Linked DNA regions of Mus musculus: regions 1 and 2 are each linked to region 3. The links are chromatin contacts, called in public Hi-C and HiChIP or PLAC-seq maps. All regions are on one chromosome and are shown on one strand. Each heading gives the region's core, a stretch centred on a gene start, on an enhancer-like site or on the middle of the called end of the contact. The rest is flanking DNA. Distances are from core to core; before and after follow the strand shown.

Evidence for each region. HiChIP or PLAC-seq counts read pairs in DNA pulled down with a chosen protein or histone mark. Hi-C and Micro-C count contacts between places; a contact is called where the count stands out from the background.
Region 1: a RAD21 HiChIP or PLAC-seq map of pro-B cells shows a contact between it and region 3, with 38 times the contacts expected there. The contact joins two enhancer-like sites. A contact is called at or near these places in 2 of 15 datasets of contacts at CTCF or cohesin (large pre-B cells and pro-B cells), 10 of 484 Hi-C or Micro-C datasets (the AML12 cell line, B cells, the BV-2 cell line and 6 more) and 1 of 115 datasets of contacts at active chromatin or transcription factors (acute myeloid leukemia).
Region 2: a Hi-C map of the C2C12 cell line shows a contact between it and region 3, with 7 times the contacts expected there. The contact joins two enhancer-like sites. A contact is called at or near these places in 2 of 15 datasets of contacts at CTCF or cohesin (large pre-B cells and pro-B cells), 4 of 484 Hi-C or Micro-C datasets (the C2C12 cell line, adipose-derived mesenchymal stem cells, cortical neurons and 1 more) and 1 of 115 datasets of contacts at active chromatin or transcription factors (acute myeloid leukemia).

Annotation. Positions count from the first base shown.
Region 1 is chr10:16,635,789-16,638,488 of GRCm38.p6, forward strand. No RefSeq gene overlaps it. Among named protein-coding and RNA genes, the nearest start is that of Gm20125, 460 kb to the right of the region's middle. Within about 2 kb of position 1,418, at least 23 of the 459 cell types and tissues checked have an H3K27ac peak or open chromatin away from gene starts, as enhancers often do. A contact at or near this core is called in pro-B cells, where this site is marked.
Region 2 is chr10:16,506,496-16,509,195 of GRCm38.p6, forward strand. No RefSeq gene overlaps it. Among named protein-coding and RNA genes, the nearest start is that of Gm20125, 590 kb to the right of the region's middle. Within about 2 kb of position 1,341, at least 47 of the 459 cell types and tissues checked have an H3K27ac peak or open chromatin away from gene starts, as enhancers often do. A contact at or near this core is called in the C2C12 cell line, where this site is marked.
Region 3 is chr10:15,298,964-15,301,663 of GRCm38.p6, forward strand. No RefSeq gene overlaps it. Among named protein-coding and RNA genes, the nearest start is that of Gm23892, 320 kb to the left of the region's middle. Within about 2 kb of position 1,333, at least 70 of the 459 cell types and tissues checked have an H3K27ac peak or open chromatin away from gene starts, as enhancers often do. A contact at or near this core is called in the C2C12 cell line and pro-B cells, where this site is marked.

The DNA of each region.
Region 1 (2,700 bases), core at 168-2,667, 1.3 Mb after region 3:
ATCTTTTTACTACTTACATGTGTGATGCTACTGATTTAAAAAAAAAAAAAAGCACAATGTTGTCCAACTCAACCTCCAAGTCGTTTAGAACAATTGAAGAAATAAGTAAGAAAAGGCACAGCAAGAAATCAACAGGCTGGCTGAATTCCACACCTTCTATGTGGAGAAGTCATCACTTAAACCATATACTACTCAGTCACCTGCTCCTGACAGGCGGCAACTAAAGATTCTGAGCAGAACGATGCTGTCGCTTACGTGTCTATTTGGAACAACAGTTAAAAGGATGTTGATTAAGGGCTACAGATCATACTGTTCAGCAAGGGAAAATGTCTTACAAATCACCCCAAGTCCATGAGCACATGTCTGTGATCCATTACTGCTAAGACAGAGATAGCCATATTCCTAGGATCAGCAGCCTATTTGGTGGGTTCTGTGTCAGTGAGAGACCTTGTCTCAAAAAGCAAGGTAGATGCTGAAAGTACGACATTCAAGGAGTCTATGTCCATCCATACTTATGTGTATAGCAACCTCTTGACACACATCTGCACCACAAATACACACACACACACACACACACACACACACACACACACACACACACACGTGTGTGTGTGTGTGTGCGCGCATACATGCATACTTGTGCACACACTCACATTACATATTGCCAATGGTAGATTAAGTATTGGCAAATGGTAATTAGAATGCTGGTTCTGTGTTTCAAGTAGCCATTACTAAGACATAATTAGTCATGATATTACAGTGAGGGTAAATAAAAAATTATATTTGTAACTTATTCAATTTATTGATTTGAATTTATTGATTTGAATCAGTCATGTGTGTTGATGCAGAGGAAGGAATACTCTTAGATGCCAAAGTGTGAAGTGAAAAGAAGCTAGGTTAGCAATGCCAAATAAATAACTTCAGGTATATTGTCTGGGTGTGGCCATGAGATAACCAATGAAAAGGGTGGGAATGAGAGAATACATTGTTTCAGGAGAAAGGACCCAATATGTAGAACCAAGGATCATTAGAGTAGTCCAGCCCCTTGAAGATAAGAATGTAGACCTGACAGGAAATAAAGATGAAGAATAAGGAAGAGAAGTGCAAATAGTACAGATAATTTTGGAGGTGAATTGAAAATGTTCTGTAATTTAGATCTGAAAAAAAAATACAAGCTACATTGAAAAAGCCAGAAGGAATGGATGTGTAGACACAGAAGAACAGTTAGAGAAGAAGAACCAATTACAAGGTTCTGAGACTCCTACAGAAGGGCTTTTAGAATGAACACCATGACCTTACAGAATGTCATGAAATAAACTAGATAGAAGTATGACCAAGAATGGGCTATGGATGAGTGCTGTTGACACAGGAAGCTTCTATTGCACAATGATGACAGCCATCCAGCCAAGACAAAAAATGTTCCCTCTGGCTCTGCCCCCAGATGGAGCTGTGTGCTCATCAGCAGAGCTATAAAATGGCATGTCATGGGAGTGGAGGATGAAAACTGTCTCTGTAACTCTCACCATTCAAAAGTTTGTCAAAGCAGCATTATTCTTTGAGGATAAGCAACTGTCCTCTGTAGTAACTTGACACATACTAAGTGAAGTTCATCTTGCACTGAGAATCCCTTTCCCACACTCAGTGTGAAAGGGAGGGAAATATTTTCTGAAAATACTGACAATTTGCTCAGTTATTTTCCATATTTAACTTATTTAGAAAATGTCCTCAATATAATGTCTGCCGCCATCTAACATTTAACCTGTGTAGCATATACAATTTCATTGGGCTTACAACGTTTGGGAATTCCATTTTTTCACATGCAAAGGAAGATTTAATATGCAGTAGAAGATGACTCTGCCTTACAAAAATAAATGAGAAACTGCTGTTCTTTGTTCAAGGTCAAATGTCGCTTTCAATTAAATGTAGGTATTTAAGAGGGGGTCCTGATGAATGCAAGCAGTAAGCTTGAAAGCCCATAAGCATACATTCAAAGAGCCTTAGAACTCAAAGAAAAGAGTGAATGTAAATTTTCAGAACTGTCAATTTTTCATTTGAAATTTTGGTCTTTATTTCTTCTTATAATCTGCCCTAGTCAAGCACATATTTATTTCTTTCAAACCTGCTCCTTTCTTTGAAACTGTTGTTATATTTCCATGAAAATGACATCTTTGTTCTTTAGAAAATCATTCCCAGCTTATTGTCTGCCCTGAATTACAATAATCCTATATTTGTTACAATCTAATCACTTCTACAGCAACCTACTGTGAGGTTAGAAGTAAAGGATTAAAACTTCAAGTAGAAATACAAAACCACCCCCTTAACAAACCACAATATATTTTTTCAACATAAATATCCCAAGGAACAAAGAAACATTTTGACATAAGAACTCTGCAGAATATAGAAAAACGCAGCAGAACTGTTTATCAAAGTTTTCCTTGGTGTGTCAGCAGGTTCTGTGTAACTGACAGTGCTGATCCAAACGTTTTGATAGTAATAGAAGTGTTAACAGTGATAAGAACAAAAAAATATTAAACACTGTTGACTGTAACATTTCATTTCCACTGCCCTAATGCTGTTAGTGCAGAAAAATGGAACAAGAGGGAAGAGACTCAGCCACACAGCCAATGGAAATGAGGATTTAGTGGCAGGAGCTACAGAGGCATATAGGCATTAACAAAAAAGGAAAACCAAGAAAAGAAA
Region 2 (2,700 bases), core at 91-2,590, 1.2 Mb after region 3:
AAGGGTCAGCCTTAAAAAAACATACAAACAGGTAACATTATACATATTAAACAGGTTATATTCAGAAATATACACACACACACACATGCACACACACACACACACATATATACATACATATATATATATATATATATATATGCATGCAATAACAGCTGCTGAAAAAGATAAGAGGCTATGAATTTTAAGCAGAGTTGGGAGAGGTATATGGGACGCTTTCAAGGACAAATGGGAAGGGAAGCTGTTGTAATTATAATATAATCTCAATTTTTAAGTTTAAAAAACAACTAAATGAAAAATTTAAAAAATCAAAACCTAAAAATAGAAAGCAGGTGGTGTGTGTGTGTGTGTGTTTGTGTGTGTGTGTGTGTGTGTGTGTGTGTGTGTGTTTGTGTGTATGGGGAAAGAATATGGCTGTGAGTTAGTCTACTCTGCTAGAAAGCCAATTTATAGGACTTAGAGAAAGCATCGATATCTGAGTGAATAAAGTTTTGACTACTTTTTTCCACCTCTACCTATAATTTTTTACACCCGAACAACATTTTTCTTCCTGAGGAGCAGTGAAAGCCACAGTCAATCAATCAATAACTGAACTACTTAACATGAAAAAAATAAAGATATTTCCATCAATCTTTTTGTCTTTCTGGTTTTCAAATAAAATTATTATTTTATATGATGGTTACATTTATAAAAATACACATAATACATATACACATGTTTGCTTCTTGATGTTGTCTATATTGGTGTATGAATACAAAATTCACAAATTTACAACCATAATAGATATATGTAAAGTGTTCTTTAATGAAGCCATAAGTCATGAATCTGGCCTCATATTTTCTATGATGAGTCTTGTCCCCTTACTGTATAACCTGTTTTTATTTTATATAAATTTCAGTTTTTCTGTTGCATATGGTAATGTTATGACATGTGCTGAATGAATTCACTTGCTCTGTCATGTTTCATGTTTATTCCATATGCCTATCATAGACAGCATATCAGATTGTAAATGTGGATGTCATATGATATTGATTATTTGTTTGAAGCAAATATCACAAGAAATTGAAGATTCTTTTCTATCCTTAGCAAACAGAGGCACGAGACTAGTAAATCAGAGTCAGTTCTAAGTTCTGCATCAACAGGTGGAGATGTTTTCTCTTAAAAGAAAACTCCTACACAATAGAAACTTCCTATCTGATCTAAACTCCAAATATTACATTTTGGGTGTCACACACATTCTTCTGTACAGCTATCATCAACAAGGAAATACCATGCTCTTAGGTATTCTGCAGGAGAAAACCCTCAAAAAACCCCGCCCATGATAAGAATTTTCCTAGGACAGTCATCATCTTTGTTTTGTTATGAGGTGGAAAAATAAGCAGAGGTTGAGTAAAGAGGCTGTGTACATGTGTGAGCTCATGGAGAAAGAGTCTGGATTATAGCCAAGCAGTCCTTGATACTGCTGCATCTGTACCGAAGCCCAAAATAACCAAAGAGGGAAAAACTAGAGATCTTCCTTACTCCAGTGTGTATGCAATACTTGTTTATACCATAGTATCTAGAAATAACAATGTCAAACAACACTATATTATTATATCAGTACCACTGGCAGTTTGTGCTCAGGGGAAACAATATTTGGAGACAGTACTAACCACTCATAGCCAAGGTAAACGAATACATTTGCTGTCATGTGTACAAAGCACACATTTCTAAAGCCTCCTATGATTAGAGACATACGGATTGGTTCTTCAACTTCGCAAATCATGGGCATGAAAATTATATCCTGAGGCTAAAAGACACATTTCCAAACAGAAGCACTCAAAAATCTGTGGATTGCAGAACCTTAAAAAAAATCCCCCATAAAAAATTCCACGGTGTTTACCATGTGCTGAAAAGTTTGACGAATATTCAGTGTTTTATTTATAGTCATGAGTCACCAGAGTTTTGAAATGGTTAACAGCAAAACATGTAATGTGTCCAACAGTGAGAAAGGCACTGGGGAAAACCTGACTTCCAGAGAATAATGACTCATTCTAATTGTCGTTTTTTTTAATATAAATATATTAACAAATAACATTTTATAATGAGTTATTTTCTATATAATGTTTCCCACCTACACATATACAAAGAGCTAGTAGGGATACCATGTCTTAACATCTGTTCAGCATGCAGAAGTTATAAATGACAAGCAATAGATAAATGCCAATGTGGGTTAGAGATTATATTGCTGTTATTTATTAAACAACAAAGGAAGTCATTCAATTTGCCAAAATTACTTTTGAGAAAAAGCCAAGTGTTTGGAAAGCATTTATAAGTTAATGTGATCCACTTCAGACCCACCTGTTTCTCTGGACTCTCAGTTACATGCAAGTTTTCCATCCACCCACAGGACTCTCCTCTCAGTGACTGTGGTTAAAGGAGTATCCTGAATTCCTTCTACTTTATATATACCATTTACAGCTATCTAAATTAACTAAAATTATGTGTATATGATTAGGTATTTAAACCACAGAAAAATCAAAGTATGAATAATTATTCTGATATTTATAATTCAATAAATAAAATCAATAAATAAAATTAGATGCTTAAATCAGGCTACATTTAATAAGTGATAAGTGAATTATTATAAGTAACTTTTGGCAATTACTAAATATCCAATAAAGTATGAATGATATAAATGATTGCTATGTTTTCTGTGTA
Region 3 (2,700 bases), core at 83-2,582:
TATATGTATGTATATGTATATGATTATGTATGTAGGTGCCTGTGGAGACCAGAAGAAGCCTCCTGGAGCTGAAATTACAGAGTCAGTAAATAGCAGCCTTCTATAGCTTCTAGGAACAGAACTCCAGACCTCTAGAAGAGCAGCAGGTGCTCTTAACTGTGAGACCATCTCTCTAGTCCCATAGTGTGAGTTTTTGTGAAACATTTATATCAAACATTTAATCATACTTACTTTATAGGTATAAGCAGGGTCTAAATAGGTTCTCGTTAAACAGTAGGGATTTAAGGAGTTCTTATGAATAATTGAATAATAATGAAACATTTCCCCCCATTTTTAGATGTAATATTATACTAATCCATAGATTTGACATTAAAAAGGTCATAATACATTAAACCACTGCAAGTGAACATATCACACTGAAAACTTTATTGAAATGATTGTTTGTGATTCTTATTGTTCACATCCTGATCCCTGTATTAACTGCCCTCTGCACCCAGACATTTCCTTTGTTTTATGCATGGGAAGGAAGGCCAGGCTGAGCAGCACATATCTGCCTTAATGGACAGAGGAGGAGCCTGCCTACCCTGGTGCCTGGGCACATGAGTGCCTTTTTATCCCCTTTCCTCCTCGGGTCTTAATTAGCATCGGTGATTCAGGCTGGCTACATTTTTCATCCAAGTTTTTCTTTCAAGTTACGAATCAATAACTCGTTAATGAAGCCAGAAGAGAGAGAGAGAGAGAGAGAGAGAGAGAGAGAGAGAGAGAGAGAGAGAACACGAAGCATTCTTAAACGTCTACTACCACTCCCAGAAGCAAACCAACAAGCCTGGAGCTTCAGAGAAATCATTCAGCTAGCAAAACTGTGTGGTTGCTGGGAGGGAGGGTAATTGATTTAGTGAGGAGGATTGTAAGACCTTTAAGTATTCAGTTCAACACATAGTATATCAAATGTTGCTTTCAGTAGTATTAATATTTGCATTATGATTTTCAATTTCATCTTCATGAAATGTCATATAATACAGTCTTAATAAAATGCTTCTAAAGCTACCGTACATCGGAGGAGGCATTAATTCAACTTTCTCTAGATGAAGTTGTTTAGAAAAACATTACGCCTTAGACCTTCCGAAGAAGCTGAGTGGTGGTGGGGGGTGGGGAGGAGGCTGATCGTTAGCATTCATGCAGATACCAGAGAAGGTCATTTGCACTTCTGTGCCAGACCTTTCAAAAATAAAGTAAAAAAAAAAAAAAAAGGTCAGGTCTCAGCTCACAGTTCAGAGAACTGACCACTAGGTGGCAGAAGCGCTCCTTCTGCTAACTCAGCCTCTCCTGGTGTGGGCTGTAATTAGGTCAGTGTAAGTTAAAGTAGGGCTGAGAGATGAATAAAGTAGATTTTCTCCTCTAGAACACACTGCAGTTTAATTTCACTTCTTTCTACAGTGTGCGATGAAGGTGGACTTAACTTTTAAAGGCAAAGAGACAAACCACTGCCAGGATAAATGAGAAGACGCAGAGGGGGCAACTGGCACCACACAGGAGAGGAAATGCTTTCTGGCTGGTTCCTAATTTTCATATCCGGGTTATCGTCAGAAATCATTTTCAGAGGTAAGGTAATGAATGCTTTATGTAAGGAAGAGGTGACTTCTGAAGCCCAAAGGGGTGGGCTTGCTGGTGTTCAAAAATCCATTCCCTTTATTGATGATCCGTGCAATAAAGCTATTTTCTTTGATGATGTTTCATTTATTTATTTATTTATTTATTTATTTATTTATTTATTTATTTATCTAATTTTGTCAGCAGCCAGAAACATGTTAATCTGAGGAAAAGCTCCACACCCCCACACAGACTTCCCTTTCCTGGCGAGTGTGCCAAGGAGGAAGAGCTGCTGAAGGTGAAAGTTGAAACCTCCTGCTCTTGTCTTGGTGGCTCTGGGGAGGACAGAAAGACCTCAGCACATGAATCTAGCTCTAGCATTAAAACTGCAGCAGGCCACCATGGAGTGGTGTCCCCCAAAAGCATCTGGCTGCTGTGTTCACTTACATGAGGAACAGCAGAAAATGTGAACAATCACAGGGAAAATGTATCCTTTACCCAGCCCCAGCCGTTGACCATAGCATTGAATGTGTGCAAGGTCGGCTTCTGTTCTTTGTTTTTGCCTTTAAGAAAATAGGGGAAAATAGGGTTTAAGTTAGACATACGCTAGGTAGAAATGTTTCCTGATTCTAGATTCTCTATAGTTTGAGAGTATCTAGCTGAATGCAGTGTTGTTCCTTTAGATTACAGATTGTGTCACAGGTAGTTCCAAACTCAAAGACAGAGGAAGGGCAGTTGGTGACATAATTAAAAAAAAAAAAAAAAAAGAAAAGAAAAAAGTAAAGAAAAGGCACACACTGTATAATGGTCAATGAGAAGATGAGGTGAGCACAAAGCTGTGTCTCTGACAAACTGAGATTCCCCAGATAATTTCTGGGTTTTCAGATATGATTCTAAGATAATTCCCCAGCATTGCCCAGTTGTTAGTGTCGGTGCTACCCCCAAATTTCTTCTGCCTATTTGTCAGTACCTCATGCCTGTACACGCTGCTATCTGTACTGCATGTGAGATGATGCCTGAATCTGTGTGCTGTTCTGTGTTCATAGATTTGTCTCCAGAATCACAGACAGTCACATTAAATCTATATTCAATATGTTATATGACTGAATT